2 separate regions of the Gossypium arboreum genome follow, and region 2 is linked to region 1. Evidence: chromatin contacts called from public Hi-C data. All regions are on one chromosome and are shown on one strand. The core of a region is the stretch at or near the end of the contact, and the rest is flanking DNA. Distances in the headings are between cores, read along the strand shown.

What was found. A called contact is a pair of places that touch in the nucleus more often than the background predicts.
Region 2: a Hi-C map of leaf shows a contact between it and region 1, with 4 times the contacts expected there. The contact joins the promoter of LOC108459815 here to the enhancer-like site in region 1. A contact is called at or near these places in 4 of 5 Hi-C or Micro-C datasets (all in leaf).

What each region holds. Positions count from the first base shown.
Region 1 is chr4:114,611,085-114,616,207 of ASM2569848v2, reverse strand. It overlaps LOC108460587 (wax ester synthase/diacylglycerol acyltransferase 4-like), which reads right to left. Exons shown (of 5, transcript XM_017760131.2): 4 at 5,029-5,123; 5 at 4,675-4,921. The coding sequence ends at 4,775. Among protein-coding and RNA genes, the nearest start is that of LOC128291689, 4.5 kb to the left of the region's middle. Within about 2 kb of position 2,172, at least 2 of the 2 cell types and tissues checked have an H3K27ac peak or open chromatin away from gene starts, as enhancers often do. A contact at or near this core is called in leaf, where this site is marked.
Region 2 is chr4:114,742,732-114,747,854 of ASM2569848v2, reverse strand. LOC108459815 (probable L-type lectin-domain containing receptor kinase VII.2) reads left to right here and starts at 3,053. Exons shown (of 1, transcript XM_017759215.2): 1 at 3,053-5,123. The coding sequence starts at 3,302. It overlaps LOC108460618 (probable serine/threonine-protein kinase At1g54610), which reads left to right. Exons shown (of 8, transcript XM_017760178.2): 6 at 1-91; 7 at 288-752; 8 at 868-1,381. The coding sequence ends at 1,083.

The DNA.
Region 1 (5,123 bases), core at 923-3,422:
GGGGCCAAATCTGGATAAAATAAATATGAAAGACTAAATTGTAATGCACAAAAAAATAGAGGGACGAACGAAGCAATTATCCCAATCCTACGGACACGCGTCCCTTCTCTAGGAGATCAGCGAACCGAGGACTAAATTAAAGCACACGAAAATCATGTGGTATAATTTCTAAAAAAATAAAAAAAAAGGATTAAGACCTAATTACAAACCGCTTGAAAAGCGGAAGGACTAGGGTTACAATTATACCCTAGTCCAAAAACACGTGGATCCTGAGGCATTGGGTCAGGTAAACTGGTTAGAGACCAAAATGACGTCGTTTTGGGCGTTTGAGGCTAGTCCCGAAATGACGCTGTTTTGGGAGCCTATATAAGTGAAAATTTACCAAAAATTTTCATTTGAGACAGGTTTCAAAAAAAAAATTTCTCTTGTTTTCTTTGAAAAGGGGCTGGGTCCGGCTAGGGGATCACCTTCTATCTGCCGTGGCCACCAGTCGTCAGCGACGGCAACCATCATCTTTGGTGGTCGGATTTCACAAAAAAGTGTCCATTTTGTTTTACCTTCCTCAACCCAAATCAGAGGCCAAAATCTCAAAAAAAAAAAAAAAGCACCAAAATACAAAAAAAAAAAAGAAGCAAAGGAACCTTTCGATTCTCGGTCTCTTTGATATAACCTTTCAGTAAATCCTCGAGGATCTGACGGTCTTCCAAAACGTAGGGAGATGATGGCAGCGGCAAAAAAGCTAAAAAGTTTCCTTTTTATTTTATTACTTATTTTCGAAAATTAAAAAATAAAAATACAAAAGAACCACGCTTTTTTGTGTGTTTGTATTTGATTCCGATCTTTTTTTTTAATACAATCTATTCTCTGGCTTTTATATCCATTTTACACTTGTTTAAAATACATATATTTTTATTTTGTCACTATTCTTGGGTTTGCATCTATTGTCCCTGTCTTTTCTATTTTTTCTTTGTAGGTAGTAGTTGGTGACGGTGGCAAAAAGCATGCCCTTGCCATTTTGGTGAAACCGCGACAAAGGCCCATCAGGCCTCAGGCGACGTGCCTATTCACGTGGAGGGCAAGGACGCTGGAGGCTAGGGTTTTTTTTACTTTATTAAAACTTAGTTTAGATTGTGGGCTTGTAATTTGGGCTTAGGGTTTTTTTTAAATAGACTTGTAATTTTTATTTTTATTTGGTTTGGTTTGGGCCTGGACAAAAAATGGCCTATTACAACCTGAATAAAGAGTGGAGTCATGCAACGTAGAGGCATCGCGACATACATGGTGTGAAGCACCCAAGTCGGGATACCAGGATGTATTGCCAACTGGCATAGGGATGTAAGAGTCAGTGCCATCACAGTTGGAGCCGTATTGAGTAGCATTAATATGAGACCCAGTGAAGGTAGAAACATCAGACGCATGCAAATCAGGTATACGAAGAAGACCAATACAGGAGTCAGACCCAGTGTAAACATGAGCTCGAGGCTTAGTCTGCCAAGGAATACATGGGCCAACAACATCACTACTTGGACCTCCACGATTACGGTCATGATCAGGAGGAACACCAAGCTCTACACAATTCAATACAGACCAATTTGGCAGAGTGGGAGCATGTGGCCCAAAGGAAGGTGAGACACCCCCAAAATCTGGACTAGGGTCATGCTGCATTGGCCATGAAGCCCAACAGGCCCAATCAACCTAGAGTGACCATGAGTAATCGGCCTATGGTCATTATATTCAACAAGCCCAATCAGCCTAGAACCTATATTATGAAAGCGCATAGGTGCACGGTCAAAATAAACACCCATCAGGGGCCCCACCACACAGACCATCATCAGTTCTCTGCACTAAGGGATTATAATCCCTAATATTTCTAGATACAGACGCGTAAGGGTGGAAATTTCCTCCCGAATAATAAGGCGGTGGTTCGGCTGAATTTGTACCTTGAAGTCCACCATAAACAAGCAACGGACCATGATGATCTACTAGAGACGATGCCCGAACACCTGATGACAGTCCTTCGTAGTCACGATTGTAGTGGTAGAAACATCGTTGAGCGAGGTGCCCTAACCGTTCGCAAATCTGGCACTAAACTCTGGATCAAAACCCTCGTCCGCGGCTTCTAGATGGGGGACGAGCACCACGAATAGAGCCCCTATGAACGGCGATAGAACAGTCTCCAAGAGGTTGGCATGAAGAGGTATCTCCTGAATCAGACGCGTCTGACGATTCTCGTACTCAAGGAGCACATCAACAAGGCGTTGAAACCGCAAAGGCTAAGATGAGAGCGAAACGAGAGTAATAACAACATCAAACTCAGGAGTTAAGCCTACAAGCAGAGTCTCGACCTTCTCTTCTTCGAAGATGCGCGAACCAGAAGCCGCTATCAAGGCACTCATATTCTGGATCTTGGCCACGACCTCTTTGACCGAGAGACTGCCTTTCTTGAGAAAAAACAAATCGTAACGAATACGGGCAAGCTTTACACTGGTGAGTGGAGCAAAAAGACGAGTGGCGGTGGTCCACACATCACATGCGGATCGTGCTTCTGGAAAAGAAGATAAAATGGAGGGGTTAATCGTGGAAAGTAACCATGAAGCTAATAAGATGTCCTGTTAAACAAAGGCCGATGCATCTGGATTTGGAACGAATGACCCTTCCAGAGACTGCACAAAACGCGGTAGAATCGACAAAGTGCCATCCAAGAAACCGGTCAGCTCATAACCCTAGAAATCAACCGAATGTGTTGCTGCCACTGAAAAACGTGCCTTCATCCAACTTAATTGTCTCATAGCAAGGAAATGACTAGATGCGTCGAGTACCAGTAAACACTGGACATCCAGGATCAACGGTAGCTGAATCGGTAAAAGCGGCGGTGGTCATTGAGGTAGGTCTCTAGAACCTTTTAGGCAACTGATACCATGTTAGCACCTAAGGTGAATCACTCGACTAAAAGAACAGATAGAATGAAGGAATGAAAAATGTTGCTAATTATTGAAAGAATACATTGAGTATTTGAAAGAAATCTTTGTATTTTGACTACCTTTCACGAACATTATAGAGATAGTATTTATAGAACACTATGGTAACTGCTATGGCTAACAATCTAACTAATTGAGTAACAGACTAATAGCACAGAGGGCTAAGCTAACAGCTAGGCTAACTAACTCAATCTCTGGAATATACAATACTCTTAACATTCATTGATTGAGTCTTCACCTTTTGAAACTAAAAAGGTTGCCATTGGCAATCCTTCATAAGAACCGAAATAACAACCTGCAACAAGATATACTAGAGTTAGAAATGAAACTACAATTATTGTAAACAAGTCTTAAACTAGGGACACAAATTCTTGACACAGAACATGCAATTCCTTCTTTGTAATTTGTAATAAAATATACTAGGATTAAGCCCCGCCAGGGATTTTTAATTTGTTTCTGATAGAATTTTTATTATTGATATGAAATTTAATTTTAAATATGATTAATGTATAAAAAAAACCCCTTAAATCATTACATTGTGTTTAAATAAGTCTTTATATTTATTTTGTAGTCAAATAAGCACCTAATATTGTTGTTTTTACCAATTTGAAGCCCTTGATCAATTGAAGTAGTTTTTTTTTTATCCTTTTATATGTGTTATAATTCTATTAGTCATAAATATTTCTCTTACTAAAAACAACGATGTATGAGATTGAAATTCTTTAATATTTCAAAATAATAAAACAACATCAAATCCCTACCCTAATTATTAGAAAGAGAAAAAAGAGCATAATGGATTCCACTGATATGTTGAAGGGTAGAGTGAACTTTAATTAACAACCGGTGACAAGCATGAGGGAGTTAGGTAACCAAGATTGGCAAGTTAGATTTTTTTCATATATACAAAGAAACCTAATGGCGAAAATACCAACAGGCTTTAGCTTGCAAAGACAGAGGTTTGAGCTGAAGTTTGCAGCTCCTTAATGGCTGACGTTCATGGTGTTTTATAAAAGGAAAAAGAAAGTCAATTTCAGCTATCATTAAGGGATTTAATGAATAAAAACCATAAATTAGGGGCATGTTTGACTACAAAATGAGTACAAAAGTTTATTTAAACATGGTGTTTGAAGGCTTTTCTGCTATATTAGCTTAAATTAAATTAATAGACATGTGCAAAGTGGAGGACTAAAATGATTTCTTTTATAAAGTTGGAGAACTAAATAAATAATTATGCAAAGAACAATGGTCATTTTATTAAGCTAGCACATCTAAAGTATTCCTATGTCTTTTATTTTTTTATATGTTTGTAAATTTAATAAACCTTTTATAGATTGATATAAAAATCAATTTTTTATTAATATTTTTAGTTAAATTGAAATAATTTGAGTACATTATCTTTTACATTAATTATAGAAGAAAATTATAGTAAACTATTTAGGATCATATAGAGACCAATTTAAAATTTAATAGATAGTTTAGGTACATTTAGTGAAATAAACCCTTTTCTCTTTATTTCCTTCATAATGTAAAATTTATGTTTTTTAATTGAAATGATAGACCCCTTTTCTTTCCCATTTCTGTATATTTGACATTGGAGTTGCTTTGCATGGTGCTCTATTGTTCTTGTGAATTCATTTTCGTCCATCAAGACCAAATTGTGAAATTATTATGTACTAGTTAAATGCTATCAATGAAGTGAGGAAAAATCTAAAATAAAATAATATTAAACTTTGGGGCCAATGAGGATCATACATCCATATTCATGATGCACTGTAAACAATAGAAAAAAAAAAAGTTTAAACAGTTTCATGGGTAGCTTTGAGTATCATCTCAAAGGCATTCTTGATAGACGACTTGAACTTGGGCAAATCAATGTAGTCTTTCTCGGTTCCTACAGCAATCCTCAGCTTTCCCATGTAACTAACCATTGTTATGGTTAGACTCTGTAAATGTGCAAAATCATCCATTAAATATATATATATATATATATATATATATATATATATATTGATATATAAATAAAAAGTTTTAGCAAAATCTGTAAACAAACCTGAGGTACGCCGACCACCATAAAATACAAGCTTTTAATTGGATGATTAGCCAATGCCATTCGTTCCACTGGTCCAATCACATTTGAGATTGTCA
Region 2 (5,123 bases), core at 1,804-4,303, 130 kb before region 1:
AGCAGTTGGGAGCAGGGGTTCAAGGGTTGACATGGAAAGGAGGGGGCAGAAGGAACCAATTTCTAATGCTGAACAGACCGCATCATCGCAGGTAATAGCAATTGCAGTTCTTTTAACATACATTTATTGACTTGATATATGCACTAACATGTTTCTTGGTCTTCAAACTGTGCTACTTTACGCTGTAGCACTATAGATTAGCAATCTTTTTTATTTTGTTCACTAATTGCCTTCACCTCTTGCTTCTCTATAGCTAACCGTATTCAATTTCTGCCCCCTAATTACAGAGAAGACAACCTCATCCTAATTTGAAGAGCAGGAGTCAGATGTTGAACTCTCGTAACGCAGATGGATTTTCTGGTTTATTAATTAATCCCCCTAAACAGACACCTACCGCAAAAGAAAATGGTAGAGATTTCTTGGAGTACAATAGGAAGAAAGTTTCACATTCAGGCCCATTGATTTATGGTGCTGCATTCGGGAAGTCTGGGAAGGAACCTGATGATCTTACTAGGCTCTCATCCAGAGCTAACTTATCCAAGTTATCTGGTTTAGTAGCAACTAGGACTTTGGCTCCTGAAGATCAGAGATCTGGACCTTTGACTTCTGAACCAGTGAACCAAGCAGGCAGGTCTCGAAGATCATTTCACGAATTAGAGTCTGCGGGAAAACGCGATGTCAGGCACCATATGCCAAAAACCACAGAATCCCCACAGACAGCAGGTGGAAGAGCCTGCATTAAGGAACCAATGGTGAGTTTCTTGACATTGTTCTTTCTTTTAAATTGCATTAAGGCAATTCATGCCTTGCATGCAACATCATCTATTCTGAAACCTGCATATTCTTATTAATGCTATTATTCTCCAGCATGGTTGTGGTCCGAGGGGAAACAAGATTTATGTCTCGGGTCCATTACTTGCTCCATCCGAAAATGTTGATCAGTTGCTTAAAGAGCATGACCGTAAGATCCAAGAATTTGCTCGAAGAGCAAGACTTGACAAGATAAAAGCTGGGAAACTGCAAGCTCAAGCAAAGCAAGTGACAGAAAATTCATTGTTTGTCACCGCTCGCAGAGCTGAATAGACATCATTTTATGGTTTTTCAATCTTTGTGGTAAAGCTGGGAAAATCAGGTAATCTAAATACCAAGAGATAATTAGTTTACAGGATTTACCATGTATAGTGAACAAGAAAAAGTAGATGTTATCTGTTATATAGAGTATTTGAGCAAAAGCACTCATTTATCTTCTTTGATTTGGTAAGCTATAAATATGGCTTTTATAGGATACAATTCTCTGGCTTTGTAGGTGATTACTACTTGTGTTTTTTTTTTTTTTTATACATCAATAATAGAATCAATTAGAAGGATTACAATTTTGAAACTGTTTCTTGCCATTGTCTTATTTCTTCATAAATGATTTGGAAGTGGATTAAAAAAAAAAAAGAAGATTTGTTTGATCCACTGTTAAGGGACTTTAGTTTTTCCATGGGATCTGCTTCTTAGGGTATATTTAAAAATAAAATAAAAATTTAAAGAACAAACTAATTAAAAAAAAACATGTGACATTCTTATGATTTAAAATGTTTATGTATATAAAATATTTGGTTCACTTGGGTATTTGTAATTTCTTTTCATTCTTGCACTTAACTTCAAATCAATGATTCAATATGGACCAAATTTGTAAATTCTCACCTAAAATACAGGTAATATAAGTTTGGAGACAAAGATTAGAAAGCAAGTTAAAATGCAAGTTTTAAAATTGAAATGGTCTTTTTCCGCCAACTTATAAAAATGATTCTCAAATTTTTTTCAATTAAGTCTGCTTTTCTTTGCACTTAATTGAGTATTTAAATGGTTAAAATACATTAAAAAGATTATTTGACCGTATTTAAATTTTTTCAGTTAAAGTTATCATGTGTCACAATCACAACGTAACATGAATAAGAATGATAAAAAATAAAAATTAATAAAAGTTATAGAAATTATTAAATTTTAATAAAATATAAATTTTTTAAAGTTTTATAAAATCATAAGAAAATTATAAAATTATCATACCAAAAGTAGTATTTTATAATTTTTTATATTTTTATTGATTTTTATTTTTAGCATTTTTGTTATATGACACGTTGTGTTGCAACATGTGATAACTTTAACTAAAGAATCACTTAGGTTCATTAACTTTAACGGTTAATGGTTAAATGGGTTTTTGATGTATTTTATAATTTTTGTATGATTTTTATAAAATTTTATATTTTTTACGATTTTTATAATCTTTTATAATTTTAATATTTTATATTTTTATTAAAATTTAATAATTTTTTATTTTTATTTTTAACTTTTTTGCTACATGTTAGGTTGTAATTGTGACACGGGGTGACTTTAACTGAAACAAATTAGGATTAGTTAACTTTAGCGATCAAATGATTTTTTTGATGAATTTTGACAATTCAAGTACTCAATTGAGCATAAAAAAAAAACAGAGACTTTAATTTTTTTGAAAAAAATTTGAGGACCTTTTTGATAAATATTAAAAATTTAAGTACTCAATTGAATAAAAAAGGTAAGAATTTAATTGTTTTTTTTTTAAATTAGGGTTTTTAACCCTTAAGCCAATTGAAATTGATTGATGAAAATTAATAATTCATGTTTTTGGGCAAAAGAAATTGTTAAAATTATTAGTTAATTAAGAATTTTTATGAAATCAATTTTAAAATTAAATTGAATATATGAAAATGTATAACTTTGGTTAAAGGTTAAAATTTGTAAATAAATTGGGGTGCCAATGAGAAAGCTAAAGAGTAATTCTTGGAATCTAATATATGAAATTAGAAGCATTCATACTACCAAGAAGATAGAAAGAGATAGTTCAAAATTGAAAGGCTACGTTGTTTTACCTTGTTCAACAAAGCCTGTATTTGTCCAGGCCACCAATCGAGTGGCGCACTTAGATAGATTAGAGTAAAGCTTTTTTTATTTTTATTTTTTAATCAATTTGATCCAGCTCAACCCTTATCTTGTCGGCTCATTACCACCCCATTCTCCACTCCACCATTATTATTGTACTGTATTTCTTACCTTCCCGCCGCTTCCTTTGCGAATATTAGTTAAACTACTTAATTATTATTCAACAATTATTTACGTGATAGATTTTGAACACTTCTGTTTGTATGTTGTTCTTTTTACGCGTCCAACACAGTTGCCTTCCTTCAAATGCAAGCTAAAATCCTAAAAAGCACACCACTCTTTACGTGCAAACTACAGCTTTATCTTCTCTTCTTGGATCTTTTGAAATATATTCCTCATGTCTCCCTTCTTGTTTTCAACTGCAATAACCTTCCTTTTGTTCTTCCCTTGGGTTTCATCTGTTGAATTCGTTTACAATACCAACTTCAACTCCACCAATCTCTTGACTTTTGGTGATGCTACTATTGATTCTTCCATCCTCTCCATCACAAATGGGACTTTCTCTATTGGTCGTGCTTTGTACCCTTCGAAGATCCCAGTGAAGTCATCATCAAATTCATCAAAGTTACTTCCTTTCTATACTTCTTTCGTTTTCTCCATTGCCCCTCTCAAGGGTTTTCTCCCAGGTCATGGATTTGCTTTTGCCTTCTTGCCTACTGCTGGTATAGCTGGTGCCAGTTCGTCTCAGAATCTGGGTCTTTTCAACTTTTCCAACAATGGTAATCCCAACAGCAGTATCTTTGGTGTCGAGTTTGATGTGTTTGCAAACCAAGAATTTGATGATATCAATGATAACCATGTGGGTGTTGATGTGAACTCCTTGAAATCTGTTGCTTCAAGTCCTACAGGGTTTTGGGGAGGGAGTGAAGGTGATAAGTTGAAGGGATTGAAGCTTAATAATGGTGTTAATTATCAAGTCTGGGTTGATTATGAAGATTCTATTTTAAATGTTACTATGGCGAAAGTGGGGGATAAAAGGCCTATAAGGCCTTTGATAAGTGTGTTTGTGAACCTTTCTACTGTTTTTCTTGATGAAATGCATGTAGGATTTGCTGGAGCAACAGGCCAGTTGGTTGAGAGTCATAGGATTCTGGCTTGGAGCTTTAGTAATTCGAATCCCTCAATTGGTAATGCTTTGGTCACTACTAATTTGCCTTCATTTGTGCCACCAAAGGATTCTGTGTTTGAATCAACAGGGTTCATAGTTGGAGTTACCATTGGGGCTGTCTTGCTTGTTAGCTTTTGCATTGCAATGTACTTTCTTTTGGTTAGATTTAGAAGGAAAAGAAATGGTAAGAAAGATGATATTGAAAATTGGGAATTGGAGTATTGGCCTCACAGGATTGGGTATCAAGAGATCTATGCAGCAACAAAGGCATTTTCAGATGAAAATGTGATTGGTTCTGGAGGTAATGGGAATGTCTATAAAGGGGTATTGAAAGAAGGACAAGAAGTTGCAGTGAAGAAAATTTCTAATGAAAGTGAGCATGGGATTAGAGAGTTTTTGGCTGAGGTTTCAAGTCTAGGGAGATTGAAGCATAGAAATTTGGTGGGACTGAGAGGTTGGTCTAGGAACGATAAAGGGAGCTTGATCTTGGTCTACGATTACATGGAGAATGGGAGCGTCGATAAGAGAATTTTCGACTGTCATGAGGACTCAATGTTGAGCTGGGATGAGAGAGTTAAAGTCTTGAAAGATGTAGCTTCTGCAATCTGGTATTTGCATGAGGGTTGGGAAGCTAAGGTCTTGCATAGGGACATTAAAGCAAGCAATGTCTTACTCGACAAGTATATGAATGCCAGGTTAAGCGATTTCGGATTAGCACGTACGCATCATCACAGTGAACTGGCTAGCACTACTCGAGTGGTTGGAACCGTAGGATACATGGCACCGGAATTGATTAAAACTGGACGTGCTTCCACTCAAACAGATGTATTCTGTTTTGGAGTGTTGGTGTTGGAGATAGTATGTGGACGGAGGCCGATTGAAGAAGGGAAGCCGAGTTTAATTGATTGGACATGGAGGTTAATGGAGAGACAAGAACTGGTTTCAGCTCTAGATGATAGGCTAAAAGGAAAGGGTGGTCACAGCAATGAGGAAGTAGAGAGGCTAATGCAACTAGGATTGTTGTGTGCTCATCCAGAAGCTCATGTTAGGC